2 separate regions of the Pan troglodytes genome follow, and region 1 is linked to region 2. Evidence: chromatin contacts called from public Hi-C data. All regions are on one chromosome and are shown on one strand. Each heading gives the region's core, a stretch centred on a gene start, on an enhancer-like site or on the middle of the called end of the contact. The rest is flanking DNA. Distances are from core to core; before and after follow the strand shown.

Region 1 (4,109 bases), core at 1,155-3,654, 610 kb before region 2:
TGGCTAATCAGATTTGACAGTTGGCTTTCTGAAAGTTTTGTTCCGACAAACCTAGAATACTTACTTCAGGCTTTGCACCATTACTTGATACACCTATTCCACGGCTTGTTTCTTTGGCTAAAGCAACAGTTCTGAGACTAGCTGGCAAGTCAATGTTGGTTGTTCCTAAAGCTTTCGCTGCATTGGTTTTTGCTATTTCTAACAGCTCCATTCGATCTAAAAAAAAAAAAGAGAGAGACTTTAAAATACTCATTAATCTGGTAGTTATTTCCCAAGAGAACTCAGAATTACACAATAAATATGTTATTTTGTGGTATTAAATATATTAAGTCACTTGTTTTATAATAGATAAACTAAGGTTGCCCTTGAACACTAGTAGCTGTGCTCGTCCACTTTATACTTGTTTTTCTTCCCCCTTACTAAATGCAGATAGAAAGTACCACAGTGTTTGAGAGACTGTAAACCCCAAGTGTGCGCGAGGGTTCCATATGCGTCCTGGCACCAATCCCCCGAGTGAACAGAGGGACAACTGTGTAACTTTATTCACTGAAAATTCTATTCTCCAGCTCATTTCTTGCTGAAAAGAATAAAATTCTTAAATTATCTCAACAATTAGTTTTCAGTTTTCTTAAGGCCTGAGCGTCCTATTATTTTGTCTTTTTGTTGTACTTAATTTTCTCTAGCTAATAGTGATATTATTTTGCTTTCTCTTCAAAGATGTATTTCTGAAAACCAGGGTTTTCTGCTATAGATTCTTTATATAATTATCACAACCACTGAACCAATACTGATACACTACTAAAGTGTATTTCCACCACCACCCCCGGCTAATTTTTGTACTTTTACTAGACAGTGAGCTATGTTGGCCAGGCTGGTATGGAACGCCTGGCCTCAAGTGACCCACCCGCCTACGCCTCCCAAAGTGCTGGGATTACAGACGTGAGCCACCGCGCCCGGCCTCCTAGGTCATTTAGGATGCTCGACAATCCAATTTTATTCAGTAATAATGTCAACTAAAAGAAGGCGTGTTTTGATATTGTTCTTCCCAATCACGTTAACTTAGAACCTTTAACTTAATCATAACATTTAAAAGGCTCCACCCACTAAGAACAGTCAGCCAATAGGAAAAAAGTTCCCTACATCCTGAGCCATTTAACATCCAGTTGACCTTTAACCCTAAAGAGAATGCTGTCCACTTAAATACAGGTAATGTCCTCCCTCTTTCCTCCAACAAAAAAGATTTCGGGCACTAAAGGAACTAATATTGAAACTACACAGCAACGTTGGTTCCCTAGCCTACTCATATACTGTCGCCATACATTACCACAAATGGAAAGGTAAATGACCCACCCACCTTTTTCACTTAAGCGAAAGGGGGTTCTGCTCCGCGACCTCGTCCTGGATCTGTCCCTCCATCTGCTGTGCTGCTCCGGGTACACTGTGCGACCAAAGCCGTAGTAGCGCTGCCCCCGCGCGATCGCGTACGCCCTGCCGCAGTACGACCTTCCCCGAGAGCGCGACCTGCTACGGGACCGGGACCGGGACCGGTACCGCGAAGGAGACCGGTAGTATCTCCTGGAGAACCCGTAGCGCCTCTCTCGGTAACGGCGGCTGCGGGATCGCGACCGGCTCCGCGAGTATGACCGCGAGTAGCGCCTGTACTTCCGCTGGTGGCGCCTTCGGGAACGGGACTTTGACCTGCTCCTCCGACTCCTGGACGAAAACCGGCTCGAGACGCGGGAATGGGACCGAGAGCTTCTGGAAAAAGAGCGGCTCCTAGACCGCGACGAGCGCCGGCTGGACCCGACCGACCGCGAAGTCGAGGGCGAATCCTTCTCCTGCGGCGAGCCCGGCCACATGTCGTTCACGTAGTTGGACATCTTCACCTGCGGCTTTAGCCTGCGCTTTCTCCGGAAAGGATCCCGCAAGCCTCAACTCAGGACTTCCTAAAAAACCGAGAGAAAAACAAGTCGAGTCGCGGAAGCCGGCGCCTGGCCACCCGGAAGCCACAGTCGGGGAACCTCCGGGAGGCGGAGCCACGGCGCGGGCGGCGACCGCCGCGACAGGAACCGAGCCCTAGAAACCCCGCTCGGCGCCCTGAGGCCGCAGCCTTGAAGCAAAACGCTGCGTTCCCCAAACGCGGGGCCCGGCACGTTTCCCGTCCCTCACTCCAGAGAGACCACTGCGGTGGTCCTGAGAGACCCCGTCAGCAGAAAACTTACCGCAGGCCGTCGACGCCTCCCTCACGACTGAGAGAAAGGCCCAACAGACGCCTTCCTTTCGAAACGTAAGACGAAGTGGGGCTTTACGTCCCTGCTTTCGAACGGCGAATTCCAAAACCTCCCCCTCCGACGTCCGGATGCGCACTGAGGGACTACGTTAGCAGACGCGTCAAAAGTACCAGAAGCTGGCCCCCCCCAGCGCATGCGCAGAGATGTTCCGTGGTGGGCGTGGCTCTCCTCTTGCCCAACCACCGCCCTGCCTCCTCCCTCCCCAAGCCGCGCCCTGTGCCTCGCGCTCTTGCCTCCAGGGGGCGGTGCTTGATACATCAGGGTGTCCCGTTGCCCTTGGCTTCCCCCCCGATCTGAGATAATTGCGGGACCGACCCAGTCACCAGAAAACTTCGAAGATGGGACGGCCCCGCGTGGGGCTACACCAGGCTCTGGCCTCACTGCACGGGCGGGGCTTGACGTCAGTGCCGGGCGGGGAGTAGGGCCGGGAGGGGAGCGGCTGCAGGCTGGAGAGGGCTCGCAGCCGGGCTCGGAGCTGGGGCCGTCTGACGGGCTGGTGCCCACAGGGTCGTTGCCGCCACCCACCGGCAAGTCGCAGACCCGGCCTGAGCCTCCCTGGACCCTTTCTGGCCTCTTCCTCCTGTCCTAGGTACCGCGGCGCCAGGAGAAGGCGACCGCGTCCACACCCCGCCATGACAGAGGAGGGACCGCACCCTCCCCCGGAACACCCCAAGATCCCTGGAAATGCAGTATTAACGTAGAAAAGATGTTTTACTTCCATGTTTTGGCTAGGAAGGTAATAAGGTCGAAACAAAATAAAAAGACTCAAAACTGACCTTTAATCTGGGGATAATAATGAAGTCTGCGATATCTCTTCCAAAAACTGTGTTTGGTGTGAGTGTAAACAAAGGTGACTATTTTACTTCTAGGGATCTACAAATGGTATGCATTTCAAACACTTCTTGTAATAAAGCATAACAATTGCCTTGAAAATTGTGGGTTAATTGCCTTTTTTTTTTTTTTTCTTTGAGACAGGGTCTCACTCGCCCAGGCTGGAGTGTGGTGGGGCCATCACGGTTCACTGCAGCCCAGGCTCCCGAAGAGCTGGAACTACAGGCATGCATCACCATGCTAATTTTTGTACTTTTTTACCCACGGGATCTAACTGTGTTGCCCAGGCTGGTCTCCAACTCCTGGGCTCAAGCGATTCTTCCGCCTCAGCCTCCTGAAGTTTTGGGATTACAGGCGTGAGCCACTTTGCCCAGCCTATACACTTCTTTACAAGTACATTTTGACAAAAGCCACTTTCTTTAGAGGGAGATACAAACTCACTCATCTCTTGTTCATCTTCACCCCACATCTCCGCAGTTCATCCACATCTCCTGAGGATGCATCATGATGGAAGTAGTTCTTAAACAGTTTCTTCTCTAAATCTCAAGACAGTGAAGATACAATGCCCATCCATCAGAAACCTTTGCCGAAAGTTCTCATAAAGCTGTGTGAGTGGACAGAAAAATAACACAAGGCCAGTCGCGGTGGCTCACGCTTGTAATTCCAGCACTTTGGGAGGCCGAAGCGGGAAGATCCCCTAAGATCAGGAGTTCGAGACCAGCCTGGCCAACATGGCAAAACCCCATCTCTACTAAAAATGCAAAAATTAGCTTGACATAGTGGCGGGCGCCTGTAATCCCAGCTACTCGGGAGGCTGAGGCAGGAGAATTGCTTGAACCTGAGAGGCGGAGGTTGCAGTGAGCTGAGATTGCAACATTGCAATCCAACCTGGGCAACAAGAGCAAAACTCCGTCTCGAAACAAATAATAATAATAACAACACGAGTTTCACATTTGTCAAGTATAAAAATGATGTGTTAGGGGAACT
Region 2 (4,101 bases), core at 214-2,713:
AAGTGTTTTTTTTGTTTGTTTTGTTTGTTTGGTGGGGCTGGGGGGGAGTGTACTTCCAGAAAAACCAGTAAAAGAAGGAAGGAAGCAGAAGAGGGAAAGGAAAAATGCTGAGCAGGAACAGTCTCAGCCCAGCCTTGGCCTGACCCACAGTGGAAGAGCTGTGGGGTATAAACCACACTGCAGAGCTGAACTGGCCTTTTGGACCTTGTATCAGTCATTGGCTTGGGAGGTGAAGGAAATTCCCAGGTAGGGGGCTCCATTCTTCCTGCAAGGGGATCTGAGTGGGACACCAAATCAGCATCTACACCCAGGACAGACAGCCAGCGTGGACTTGCATGATCCGCCATCGCACAGGAGGGAAAGGTAATGATTAAAACACAATGTGCCATCCTGGGAAGAGGGCCAGACCTGGAAGTCAATCTTCAGCGTTTGAGATATGGTGGAGATCAGGGTGGACGACCTCTGAGGTCTCTAGCCAGGACCAGTTACATAATTTGCACAGCCCCGTGCAAAATGAAAACACAAGACCCCCTATTAGAAAATCATTTCAAGACGGCAACAGCAAAGTACTAAACCAAGTACAGGATTCTGAGCATGCGGCCCGTTGTGACTGCATGGGCTGTTCACCCATGAAACCAGCTCTGTCTCTGGCAGAGGGGACTGCAGGCTTTGGAACCAAGGAACTCCAGCCTGGGAGCCAGGCACAGCCCGAGGCTGTGCTGAAGGCAGAGAAGGAAATGTGACCCAGGAACTGCATGCCACAGACCAAGACAGTGAGGGCCGGAGCACAAAGAGGGAGTGGGTTAGTGAGCCTGGAAGGAATGTGGCTCTTCCCACAGAGCCTCTGGAGTCTTGTACACCAAGTACCCATCTAATAAGCAAACTCATTGAATATACCGTGTGTGTGTGTGTGTGTGTGAGAGAGAGAGAGAGAGAGAGGCTAAAATAGAAGAAAGCTGCAAAGTGCTGGAGGGCAGGAGTCAGAGGAGAAAGAGGCCCATTCTGCGCATTCTTGCTGGAGAGAGGCTTTGCAAAGGGACCTGCCTGGGAACCAAGAACTGGGAAGGGGGCCAGGGTGAGGATTCTGAAGTTTGCCCTAGGGGTAGGAGCATATTTTAGGGGTCGAGCGACACACCCCTGGGCTTCCAGAAGTCGGATGGGGCTAAACGTGGAGAGCAACAAGCAGGGAGACGCGACGAATACCAGGCCGAGGGATTTCCAAACGCAGCCAACTCCTCCCGGGGACACAGACCCCGCGGGGCCACGGTCTCGATGGAGGGGAGTGTGCTCCGCGGTATCGGAGCCTACGGCCGCCAGCGCCTCGCCCACTCGGGGGCCGCGCTCCCCTCGCCGCCGAGCTGGACCCGCCTCCTGAGGGTGCGCGGAGGTGCGGCTCGGTGCGCAGCTGCGGAGGATCGCTTCCGGGGGGCGGGTCAGCGGAAGTGAAGGAGGTTGAGGCTGGGCGGCCCAAGGTGGAAGGAGGGGCCGTGAGGTGAGAGAGTCCGGGAGCCCGAGCCTGAGGTGAGAAAGGTTCTACGGCGGCGCGGAGGCGGGAGCGCGACCTTCCAGCCCGTTAGTAGACTGGGTCTACGTGCCGGGCGCTGTGCGGAGCCCGCAGCTCCTGTTCCCGCGCGAGTTCTCGCGGGAGCCGCAGCTGTCCGTCTCACTTGGCCCGGGGGAAACTGAGTTCCCGAAGGGTAGTTGCTCGTCGGAGTTCCCCAGCAAACAGTGACCAAGCCAGACCTCAGGCTTCTAGTTTCGGCTTCGCTGCTTGACGGGCCGGGCTGCCCCGCCGCGCATTCTGAGACCTGGCCGCGGCTCGGAGGCTTCCGCGCACTCGGGTCCGGGTCCTGTGGGTCCAAGGGCCGCTGGGCAGGCGGCGAGGACTTGGCCGACCTTGGCCCAGGTCGGGTCGTCTGCCGCGGGGGAGGGGCGACTCGCCCTGGCGGGTCCCCGCGGGGAGAGGGTCCGCGCGGGTCTCCGGCCACTGCTGCGCGCGGCAAAGTTTCACTGAGCGCGGCGGCCTCCGTGGGGGCCCCCGGGACCAGGGGTGCTGAGCGGGGCCCTGCGCTGGAGGAGCTCCCGTTCTCCTGAGGGGACGCCTGTCAACAGACAGCAACTGCAGCCTCCGGAGGGCTGCGGGGCGCAGAGGTGACAAGACCCACCGGTGCTGCCGGCGAACCGGGGGAAGATCTTCTAGCCAGTGACACTTGGGGGCGGGGGTGACAGCTGAGTTGGTGTTCCCCTTCATTCGTTTAGTTCAGCGCGTTGAAGCGCTCACTGTGTCCTAGGCAGACACCGTGCTGTGCGCGGGGATCACAGTTATCTAGTTCCTCTCGCGAGGACTCCGAGGGACAGGCAGGGTGCTGCGGAGCGCACAGGAAAGGACCTGACCCTGTCGCAGGGAAGGAAGGTGATGCTTAAGCTGAGCTCTGAGGAATGATGAAGAATGAGCTCGGCGAAGGGGGTGCTGCTGTTTGATGCAGGGCTCAGAGGTGGGCCCAGTGTTGGGGGTTGAGGGCCAGTGTGGCTGGAGGGCAAGGGGGAGAGCAGGAGGGCTGGCTGCGAAGCGTGCAGGCCTTGGTGCTCAGTGAGTGTGGTCTAGAGACGGCAGAGAAAGATGGGTTTGGGACTGATTGTGGATTTTATCCTGTGTTGGCTCTAGTAAGCCAGTTTTAAACGGATGAGCAATGTGATTAACAGTGTGTTTGGGAAGGATTCCTCTGGCTGTGTGTGAGGGTTAGGCCCAGCTGGGTCTTTGGAGGTAAGGTCGGAGAGGAAGTGGCAGTAAGCACCGTTAGTGCAATTTGTGGCCGACACGGACATTCAGCACAGAGCCTGGCACACAGAGGGACTCTGATAATAAAGGCTTGAACTGAGCCGAGAAGATGGAGCCCACGCAGGAGGTGGCAGGACCTGGACCAGGCTTTGGGTGCTTTGCACTGGCATGACCACTGAGTGACCTTAGACAAGTGCCTTCCCCTGTCCAACTTCCTTTCCCCATGTGTATCGTAAAGTGAATGACACCTCGTCTCCCAAGGGTAGAAGAGGGGACCCTCCACAGGAGGTCTCCAGAAAGAGCTGCTTTGTCAGTCTAGTCTATCTCCCGTTCAGAGCCTGTCCAGGGCTCCCCAGTGACCCGGACCTCATGACTTGCCCCCTACTTTTGTAGCTTTATCATGCTCTGCTCCTCTTTCCATGTCCTTCACCTTCTTGTGCTGGACCTGTGCTCTTGCTGTTTTGTCTTCATTTCCTACTCCCTCGCAACTTACTACAGGGCACTAGGGCCAGAGCTCTGACCTCATCTGGCCACCTGCCTAATGCTACTCAGCCTTTGCTAGAAGTATGTATTCATGTCCTATCACTCTGCTGGACAGCGAGTTCCTTGAGAGCATGACTGTGTCTTACTCCTTCCATAGCCCCTACGGTGCCCAGCACAAGGCCTGGCACAAGTGGGTACTGCTGGTGTTTGATGAACAAGTGAATGAACGAGCACACTGATTGCATCTGCTCACCATGCAAGGACTGCTGTGAAGAGCAGTCAGATGTCACCTCACCCATCTGTGTCATGTTTTAACAGTTCATTAAGCACTCAACCCCATTTCACTCATTGACCCTTAGGGTAGCCTCCAGTGGCAGCTTTTCCTGTCTCCTTTTTCCAGATGGAAAAACCAACATTCAGAAAAGTTAAATAACTTGCCTGTAGCTACAAAGCCAGAAGGTGGCTGAGCCAGGATAAACTTTTTTGGCTCTTTTTCTCTGTAGCTCAGGAGACTGAGATTGGCATGAGCTGGTGTTCGTTCTCCTATTTTCTCTGATCTCCCCCTTTGCAAGGGCCCAGCAGTGCTTTTACATCTCATCTTCAAGAATGAATCCTGGGCTTGGATAGTACTTATAATTTGGCTAGATGAGCTTTGTAGCTACCAAGGATTCTATTTGCATCTTTAGAAGTTTTGCCTCAAGAAACCTGAGAGCCCAGGAAGGCTCTTGGGTTGGCCAAGCTCACTAGGCAAATCTTTTTTTTTTTTTTTTTTTGAGACGGAGTCTCGCTCTGTCACCCAGGCTGGAGTGCAGTGGCGTGATCTCGGCTCACTGCAAGCT

What was found. Hi-C and Micro-C count contacts between places; a contact is called where the count stands out from the background.
Region 1: a contact with region 2 is called in a Hi-C map of stem cell-derived neural progenitor cells, with 4 times the contacts expected there. The contact joins the promoter of RSRP1 here to the promoter of MTFR1L in region 2. A contact is called at or near these places in 1 of 7 Hi-C or Micro-C datasets (stem cell-derived neural progenitor cells) and 1 of 1 datasets of contacts at active chromatin or transcription factors (stem cell-derived excitatory neurons).

What each region holds. Positions count from the first base shown.
Region 1 is chr1:205,763,634-205,767,742 of NHGRI_mPanTro3-v2.0_pri, reverse strand. It overlaps RSRP1 (arginine and serine rich protein 1), which reads right to left and starts at 2,404. Exons shown (of 5, transcript NM_001251891.1): 1 at 2,223-2,404; 2 at 1,355-1,946; 3 at 65-216. The coding sequence starts at 1,880.
Region 2 is chr1:205,152,329-205,156,429 of NHGRI_mPanTro3-v2.0_pri, reverse strand. It overlaps MTFR1L (mitochondrial fission regulator 1 like), which reads left to right and starts at 1,463. Exons shown (of 7, transcript NM_001246545.1): 1 at 1,463-1,521.